Linked DNA regions of Gasterosteus aculeatus: region 2 is linked to region 1. Evidence: chromatin contacts called from public Hi-C data. All regions are on one chromosome and are shown on one strand. Each heading gives the region's core, a stretch centred on a gene start, on an enhancer-like site or on the middle of the called end of the contact. The rest is flanking DNA. Distances are from core to core; before and after follow the strand shown.

What was found. A called contact is a pair of places that touch in the nucleus more often than the background predicts.
Region 2: a contact with region 1 is called in a Hi-C map of blood and trunk muscle, with 2.8 times the contacts expected there. The contact joins two enhancer-like sites. A contact is called at or near these places in 3 of 6 Hi-C or Micro-C datasets (blood and trunk muscle, liver and skeletal muscle).

Annotation. Positions count from the first base shown.
Region 1 is chr7:27,063,308-27,068,296 of fGasAcu3.hap1.1, forward strand. No RefSeq gene overlaps it. Among protein-coding and RNA genes, the nearest start is that of spry4, 11 kb to the right of the region's middle. Within about 2 kb of position 2,499, at least 3 of the 9 cell types and tissues checked have open chromatin away from gene starts, as enhancers often do.
Region 2 is chr7:27,100,553-27,105,624 of fGasAcu3.hap1.1, forward strand. No RefSeq gene overlaps it. Among protein-coding and RNA genes, the nearest start is that of ndfip1l, 18 kb to the right of the region's middle. Within about 2 kb of position 3,194, at least 4 of the 9 cell types and tissues checked have open chromatin away from gene starts, as enhancers often do.

The DNA of each region.
Region 1 (4,989 bases), core at 1,249-3,748:
ATTGAGATTGCCGACTCATCTGATGCGGGTGGTTTGGTGGATGATCTGAGATGATGAGTACGAAGACAAGCCATCTTCTCACCCCAAAACCCAAGGAAAAGGCAGAACCACTAGGCCTAAGAGAACCACATGTTTACCGTTGGAGCCTCTTTTGGTGGTGTCACACCCTGTGAACTGTATTCGGCACCTGGTTTCTTTCCCCCGTGGCTCCTGTTCACTCTTACTGTACCAATAGTTTTCTCTTGATTTACTTCCGATCTTTAATATTGGAGGGTTTCTGAACAAATAACATAAAGGCTTGACACCGTGACTCTCTTGAAACATGTTCTTAAAGTCTGGTCGAATCGGCTTATTCTCCACTTCTCACATAGCAGATATATTTATTATGGTATGGAACGTCATGGTATACTATTACCAGAGCTGTAAGACCAACCTAACCAGACCAAGAGTCCAAGGTAAGCCCAGCGATCAATCCAGTGGGGTCATCGTCGGTAACTTAACACAGCTCAAAAATATCAGAAAACATACATCAAATATCAGTACTGGATCAAAGCTGATGGATAAAAGTGCCTCAGGGAATACGGGACTCAAACGCCACATGAGCCATGAAGTAAAGTGGGAGCTGAGCCCACCGGGTTTTTCATCCAAACCGAAACTCATCAATCCAGCAAATGTCCCGAGGTGCCGTTTAGCGAGACTTTGAATTCCCGCCAACACACCAGGAGTGCTATTGCAGCTCACCCTGCTCGTCAATGTCCTCGAGGAAGAAAGCAAGAAGAAACACCTCCCTGGGTAGAACCAGAGTGACCCGGCCTCGACTCGCTTTTCATTATTGTGGCTCCTGCTGATTGATCAAGAAGATCTTGTAGGGGGAATTAAGAATCAGTATGGGAGACCCAGAAGTTACTCTAACTTTTAGATTTGATGTGTAAGTGTACGGGACTCCACCCAAAGATGTAAAAATCGACCAGGCTTTTAAAGCAGTATTCTCTCCTTCTCCCGTTGGTTCCCAGTTGTCAAACTGCAGCCATTACAGTCTGGGTCAGGTTTCCCATGAGCATCCCAACACTGAGAAAATCTTTGTTCCATTGTGAGCCGTGAGCTCTGAGAGAGGCTTTTGGGAAGCTGGAAGCTGGCGGTTCACAGGATCCCGTTCACCTGAGCAGGAGAACCACAGGGGGAGAAAGAGGACATGGGTGATGTGAAAAGGAACACGTATACAGAGACACAACGTCACAGAAGAATACACAGACACACAAATACATGGAATGAACACTCGCTTCTGTCGGACATAACAAATTACATAACAAATTTTGGTAATTACAAAATTTTGCATCCATATTTGGAGAGAGTCTTTGTGGGATTATGTAGTTTAGTTTGCTGACTACCATGTGTATATATTTAAGTTAACAAATCAACTCCCTTTCAGAGCTTTGGGGAGTAGATTTGAGTCCTTTTCTGTTTTGTGTTGCACTATTACTTTCGCTGGGTGAGCACCGAAGGTCAGCTGTAAGAAACGATCAAATTAGGGTTTCTACAGTCCGTGGTGTGCACAGAGCGCGAATGCACGCACCATCCACGCACCGCAGATGATCTTCCCGCTGCCCACGACACACTCGGGATAGCGCTCACGTGGTCTGGGTCCAAGTAGACCGCGCCGAAGATGTCCGTGAGCGAGCTGGTGGGTCTGAGCGGAGAGAGAGGGGTGTAACAGATCACTCCAAGGTGCAGACGCGCGGCGGCGAGGTTGACGGGCAGAACCTCCCAATTGCAACTGATGAAACCGCAAGTCCTTAACATTCCTGCATGATCGTATGTTCCAAACAAATACCCAAAAAGGGCGGCGTGGTCCGGACGGCGGAGTGGGCTGCTACGGTAGAGGAATGCCTTGATGGATGATCCCAAATCAAATACTTCACACCAGTGTTTCATTTGACACGTGGCTCAAAGGCAATGGCTAGAACCTGTTGTCAGACAAACTCGGGCTGACGGCGCAAACCTTTGCTTTCTTCTTGAAGGCCTTCAAAGTGACGAATGAATTTGTTCACACTAAAAGTTCCAGAAATAGTTGTGTGAAGCATGAATAACAAGAGCATGCTGCTAAAATAAACACGTGCAAGTAATGTAATATTTCTGTTTGATTAAGAAACTTCATCAGGGCTTTAAGACTTTAAACACAAACCTTTGCAGCTGTCAATACCACAGATAGCAAAAGTAATAGAACTGCATTCCTAAAACAACAACAACAACTGAACAAGTTTACCGCTCACGATATGTCAAGATGTCTTTTTGAAATGTATTGATGTTCCACCAAATATTCCTGAGCCAGGAAGCCAGTAGTTTGGAGAAGCAGAATGTTTGTTTGACATGACCCCAGTAACTTCTGAAATATCCATCACCCTCACATTCAGAGTTCATCGGAAGCGCTGTCAAGGGTTGAGTATGTGAAACAGATTTCTGGGACAAGATCTCTAAACAAACATCACGAGGTCTCTGCTAAACCGGTTGGATCATCAACCTGTTTTCTTTCTGAGCACGTCTTCCACTCTGTGGAGTGTGTGTGTGTGTGTGTGTGTGTGTGTGTGTGTTCCTCTAAAAGTTCTAAAAGGATGTAAATCACCCCGTCAAAAGTAAGTGCACACTGAGAGACACACACTAGACCAGATCAAAATTAAAACTGCTTTTGTTTATAGGAAGAGAAAATTAATATTTTAACTTGTGCGTCTATGCGTCACAGTCATTTTAGGGCGGGACATCAGTCAAATGGCAACAATTCTGTTTTGTTTGCCGTGACAGAATATCCATGGACAAAGCACACCCGACAAAATGATTCACCCTTTGAATTACGATCGCAAACACCTTTTGCATCATAATTCATGAGACAATCTCTTCTGCAAACTCAGTGAATCAGTGTTTTGTTTCCATGTTCCTCACCAAAGGAACGTACATCTCGAGGCGGCCGACAGCGTCGTTACACCAGAGAGCTCGATGTCACACGGAGACATCGGTGGTCAGGTTCTGAAATCAGTGAAATCAATCTGTGAAAATGAGAATCTCCCGGTTTTGTGAGAAGGCTTCATGACGGGATGGTGAGAGAAGTCAAATATGTTAAGGAGATGTGGTTTCGTTTGATTCACAGCACGAAAGGTACAAGAGTTTTGAACCTTAATATTAAGCTTCTCCTCACCATTATAGGCCTGTAATTTGAGTCAGGGCGGGCTGAGAAAGTTCCTCAACCCTTTAACACAACAAACACATGGCGAAGAGCGGGAACCCGTTTTTTGATGGTCAAATAAATGCTGCGTTTACGCCTTTTAAAAAGCGCTCCACGTGAAGTCCGGACAGCGAGGCGCTCTTTGTTTTCAACTTAAATCCGTGTTCTGCTCAACAACAAAAAAAATCCTCAGTCATACATTGTCGTGTAGCCGCTTTTTTTTCCAAATAAGAAAGTGCTTGGATGGCTGTCACAGGCTAATGAAGTCACGGGTCAATGGGTCACTTAGCAACAGGCTGCAAAGGCCACAGAGGACGAGAGAGAGAAGGAAAAAAGCAGGAGGGCAAAGACAAACGCTCGCCGCTTGAGTGCCCTCGTGTCGGCAGCGCCATCTCCGACTGTCACCGCCTTGAGTGACACACATCGGGGTTGAGGGGTCACCAGGGGTGAAGGAAGTGTGACGCATGTGGGTGGGTGTCTTTCAGGAGCTGCAAAGGTCCTCGGAGAGGAACCGTAGAGGCAGTTATTGCGGGACAGGTTCTGAGCCTGTTTGACCAAACGCTCCCTATTAAAAAACGGAACCCAGGAACGGAATGTTTCTTCATTTCACCGCCTATGAAATTAGCCGTTCACACTGGAGCACCACAGCGACAGCAGAGACGCTTTGGCAGCGAGCCGTAAAAATCAAACGTGCACTCTGGTGGCAAATGTAGCTGCTGCTCGGATTGAGTTCAACGGGGTTGTGGAATGAATAAAGCACCACGTTTATGTACAGCGAAGCACAGCAGCGCCATTAAGTAACAAAGCTTCTGCTGCAAATCAGACACTGTGATCAGTCATTTGGTCAAAGTATATACAAAGTATAGCTGATCATGGCAACGATTGACACAAACACACTGTATGTGCATTTTATCAGGCGATGCATTAGTGATTTAAGTCAACGACCTGTTAATGTCTTGATATGTTACTTGTTGAATGGTTTGAGTGCCGAATAATGAATGGGTGACGAGCAAAGGGACAGGGACACATTTTACAACAGGAAGGAAGCAAAACAGGTTGTGTGGCACTTTGGCAACAATGTGTTTATGTGTTTGGTTTAAAGTTGAGTTAATTTGTTAGTAGCAAAATTCAATTAATTACAGTGCAGGAGAGGAAGTGCGTCCTAAGGCGACTTTAGTGTTGAACATTTTTAATACAGATTGTTCCTGCAATGTATATATATATATATATATATATATATATACAGTGTATATATATATATTCTTGAACAGGCATTTACCTAAAATTTACCTCATCTTCACGCTGCATTCTTTAAAAAGAAAACGTATAAATAAGAATTAGATAAAAAAAGATACGCAAATAAACAAATACGTGTATGTTTGCGTAGCAAAAAAAGAGAAAGGCGATAAAAAACTCACACGTGGGCATTTTGTCACTTGGCGATGAGCCGGAGGGGAATGATAGATGGAGGTGACCGGGGGGGATGGTGGGTGAAGGTGGAGTGTGTGTGAGTGACAGAACAGAGGGAAGGTAGGGGGGCAAGGAGGCAGGTGGGTGGTGTGAAGATTGTGAAAGGGTAGGCTGCTGTTATTCGGGCGGGAGCTGCAGAGGAGATTGGAAGTGAAGGGAGGGTGTGACTGACACATGGATAGAGACGACTAGCAGGGGGCGGTGGGAGGTGGCGAGCAGACAATAATGGTGGCAGGATGCGGGGTGTGTGCTGCATTGACGAGGGTGCGAGTGTGTGTATGTGTGTGTGAGCGTGTGTGTGTGTT
Region 2 (5,072 bases), core at 1,944-4,443, 38 kb after region 1:
CCCACATGCATCCGTCTGGTGCTGTAAATATGCACCACCGCACCTAATGTGTATTGATTCGCAGCTGAAAATAATCCGCTACAAGAGGACCATTTACTGGCGTTTGAGGGCTGTTAAAACCGATGCCTTGCTCAAAAATAAAAATAGTTTTTTTTAAACATCTTGGTGTTTGGTAGGAAAAAACGTGGCAGAGAGGTCTAAAAGTGCCGATATTTTTTGACAGTAAAATAAAACTGCACAAGAGAAACAGCGTAACCTTCGAGGAGACGCAACTAAAGTGAATTGGTGGGAAAAAGCAGTCAATTGATCAAATTGGGTTTTAGAATTCTCTGATATTTCAGGGTTTGACTCTAATGACGACTTTTAGAAGTGGTCGAATAGCCGAACGCACACATGTAAAGAGAATGCACAAAGCAGGAACACGTTAACCAACATGTGCACTCTCACCCAGAGACGCACACACAAACACACGCTGCGACGCGGCCCGCTAAACATGTGTACACTCCCGTTGACATGGCACTCAAAGACGCATGTGGTCACTGCGTGAGGCGCGCCTGGAAATTCTTTCAAGGGCATGTTAATATTCCAGATGCTTTTGGATATAAACAAGAGTCCAAATTGGAGGACGGAAATTCAATTTGAACGCAGCTCTGCGTGGCGATAGATGTTTATCCGTCCCCTACCTATCGCTCCGTAGCCGGATGGCTGAGTGGCCGCTCGGTGTTTACCTATGATAAGGGCTTTCTGTTTGACTACCAGTTTAGCTCCAGTCCACAGAGAGGCCACAGCGGGGAAGGTAGTTTAAAAAAATAAATAAATGGCTGTTTCTCTTGGCGATTTCGATTGGTGCTGGTACCGTGCAACTCCAAAACGTGGGCCAAGCGGAAACATTGCTGTTATCTTATCAGGCCTTTGGTGCAAAATGCGAGGGGGACATCCTGCGCACAACTTATCTAAAAAAAAATATTAGACGAGTAAACTCCAACATGGACGCTTAACGTGGGGAACATTTGAGATTATTTTGATTCCCTCTCAAAATGTTGACAGCAACCCAGCGGCTCATATTTAACGGGGCTAATAGCGCAGAGAGTGTATGAAACAAGGGGAGGCACAGTCATGGTCATGGCGCCCATTGGTTTGTGAACTGTGGTTTTGAAGCCTTGAGTTCTGCACTTTGGCAATCGCCATTTATACTGGCAATTAAGACCCAAAACTCATGTTTACCAGGTTTACTGAGGTAATAAATCAAGTGAGAAGTAGGGTCATTTTCTCATAAACCATTCAATTGCAACCAGGTTTCACAACTGGAGGTTGGAGGAACTGGAGGAACCACGACAAAAGGAGCTAACGGCGCTCACCTGAGGGACCACATCCAGGTCGCTGGTGATCTGGTGCAAAGGCTGTTTGTGAAGAAGCTAATGTGGAATTATCACGTTTTTTTTATATTTGTCAGCTTTTTAGTGTGACATAACGATGCGTTCCCAACTAAGTACCTCTTCTGGTTCCAAGCAAATGGTCGTTGCCACAAATGTAAAGCAGTGTTTTGAACAGGAAATGTAAAACGGAACCTGATACCTTTAGGAAACAGTGATGGCAGCAAGGCAGACACTCACTCTATAGGAGAGAGGTCTGGATGTTTACCTAAAAAACGGAATGTTTGGCGCTTATCTACTCGCTGACTTCACTGAAAAATGAAAAACGTGTCTTCAGGCAAAGGCGTTTTGGGAATGAACGCCTCCATTGAATGTTTGGGGTTAGAGATCAGCCGGGAGGAATCCGACCCGTACGCTCAAAAGCAGCTTCGCCGCACAGCCTCTTTACGGCCCCGCTTTATGCACAGGTTGTTCTTCTCAATGGCCTCTCGTCATTAAGGACAAAACAAGCACAGCTCAGAGTTTATGGCAGGACCATTTAAGTCACCGATCCACAGGAAGCTGCACAAAACCCAGAGACTTCAAGAAAGTAAACACGCACGATGGAAATGTGTGTAAAACAACGGTCAGTTAACTCTTCACTACTCAAAGCCGATCGTTTCTAAAAGATCCGTTTCTCCGTCCGACGCCCGACGAGCGGTTGTTCTAACGGACAAGTGTTCGCTGTGTGATGTTAGTATCACTCCTCTCATCAAGGTTTGTCCCAGGACTTTATCCCCCGGGCAACATCGGAACTCACTGTTTACCCATCCCATAATAAGGTCCATTCAGCTGAGGACATCTTGATTAGGTCTGCCGAACGTCTGGTTCTCATTTAGCATTGGAGGATGGGGACACAGGAGAAAGGAAGGAAGGAGGGAAGGGGGTTAGACAGAAGAGGAGAAGAGGACACGACGTGTACAGAAAGTGAGGTGAGGGCTTAAAAAAACTGAGCGGGAAACAGAAAACAATGAAGAAAAAGGCAACGGTGCCTTTTAGTGAGATGTAGGAATAATAAGTGGACGTTCGTATTCATATAACGAAATAATGTTCCAATGTTCCTCATCTGACTTAAAGACAGTAATGTGTGAAAGACTTTTTCCTATTTGCGCGGCATAACAGTCTACCTCAGTTACCCTCTGCGGTGATGTGGCACACTCGTGCTGACCCTGGGAGAAGTTGACTTAGTACAACAAACATCTGATGAATTCTGGGGTAATTGGATTTCCTTTGGGATATCCTTGAAAGAACTGCACGTCTCCCTTTCCTGGCAATACCCTCTGCAAACAAAAACATGAGCAACTAGGAAAAAAAAGTCTCTTAAAAAGCTCAGTGAACCGCTCTTATCCATCTACAGTATATGTTTCAGATGTTTTGCTGAACAAAACAGTTACATGTGGCTCCAAATAAACGATTGCATTCATCCCCAGCACAATAAAGGAGCAACTTTTAGGGTAGTTCCTGTTGATGTTTATTCAAGAAGGTTATTATAATTATCTGTCTGATAAATAAGACGTCACTGCCAAAGACAATTAGCTTAGCTGGAAGCAGCTGAAATTCATGATGATCACAACTTTTGACAATGAATCGATATATAATACGATGAATTTGGCTTCCAGAACGTGGCGGCCTTCATGTGCTCCCCTGCTACACAGCAGCAGACGGACACACTTACACAAGCGCATCCTGTCGCACACGCACACATATGCAGGTATACGAGTGTGTAGCCAAATATGCAACACGGAAAGAGAGAGAGTGCGTGTTTGTGTGACAGAGTAGAGTTCATGTAACAAATAAGGGACAGTAGAGTCAACAGTCCTGTAGATAGGCTGCTGATAGAGTGTTCCGGAGCTTCCGCTGCCCTTTGTTTACCTAATGATAAGGTAGATCTGTATGCATGTGCGTGTGTGTGTGTGTGTGTGTGTGTGTGTGTGTGTGTGTGTGTGTGTGTGTGTGTGTGTGTGTGTGTGTGTGTGTGTGTGTGTGTGTGTGTGCATGAACCCTTGTGATTGAGTGGGTGTTTTCCATTTCCCATTGCGCCACAAGCAGCTCACATATTACATCCCTGTGTGTGTGTGTGTGTGTGTACATTAATATATTATTGGAGCAACACCGTCAACAAGTTATACGTTCTGAGAGAAATGTATTCCCCAGGATTGTCTTGAAGCTCGACGTGTTTTGAGTGGAAAGAGGTGAAACGGGTTTTTGGATCGCGTGCACGCGTAGCAGGGAGGTGGTTTTGGAGTTGAAAGGCAACGCGTGCAACTCACAGGACTTTGATACCTGAAACACGAGTCCGTTTCATGTCAGGATCTCAGGTTTTTTAAGTTCGCCAGCAAATCAGATTGAGGGCAAAGATAAGAATTATTTTTGACAAATTTTGACAAATACAGTACATTTTATTTTGCAGAAAATGAGTCTTAATTACATTAGTACGCCCACTCAGTTTAAAGCTGCACACTATAGTGCATCAAAAAACCTTTAAGGACATTAAGGAACAAAGGTTTCCTTGTCGAGACAAACTAGGCCTTCTATTGTTTTAGTGCAACCTTGTCTCAGCGGGCTGAGTAAGCACCTCTTCCGATTCATCTGCGAGCGGAAATTTGGCTACAGTGCAGTCAGACAAAAATGAAATACAGAGAGACAAACACGGTGGGTGAGAGTAACCACTTAGGAGGAAAAGCCAGAGTGGAGAGAGAGACAGACCCACATTCGGACAGACGGGTTGCTGTCGTACTTCCTTCTCTGCAGTCTCCAGCCCGACACAGAGCGGAGGAGTCATGCATCAGCGGAGGAAATTGGGAATGTGAAACATGCCAGATTAGAGAAGCAATCTGAGGACCTGCAGGAAAACTCAATGGCTTCAACCATGGGAAAAAAGCACGCACCCGGACACGCACAAACACGAACGTGCGTGTATGCGCGCACAAGCGCAAAAACCCTCCAGATTTTGGGCCACCTGCTGCATTCCGCAGCCAATAAGTCAGCTACTTAGCCAGCTTTTAATCAGCCAGTCAGTCAAGGAGCCAGACACTAAAGCAGCCGTCCACCGCGTCAGCCAGACAACTGACCGGCCCTCAACTACTCAGAGGGATTTACTACTTCAGTCTTTTGCAAGCAAGTCAGATGATGACACAAATGCACAAATGCAAAAAGCACGGCAACAGCAACAAAAGATGTTGGAGGTTACTTGAAACATGAAACAATTAACGCTAAATCATGAAGGAGATTATCTGATTAGAGAATGCAAACTACGACGGACCTTCACGTAGAAGGGACGGATTACTGGAGACAATAGCAAAGGGCTTTAAGTCATTCTACACATGTGAGCTCAGCATCGGTCAGCCTGTCAAGTGGCCAGCCAGCCATCCACCCGCGCACACAAACACACACACACACAGACAGCCAGGACGAGACATGAGCAGAGGAGGCAGTTATTACGGAGGAAGCCGGGGCGTTTTAAAGACATTATATACCCCTCGGAGAGAGGCAGTCGGAGGCAGCACAGCTGACTGAAGCGCTTCAAAGCAGGAAGGAGCCCAGCCGGCACATCCACCCATCTCCACCGGCCTGCATGCTACTGGGTTGGATGTGCGGCGGCTGCACCTGTTGCCAGCCAGCATCCCAGAAAGTGGGATGAAGCCACAGAGTCACAGAATT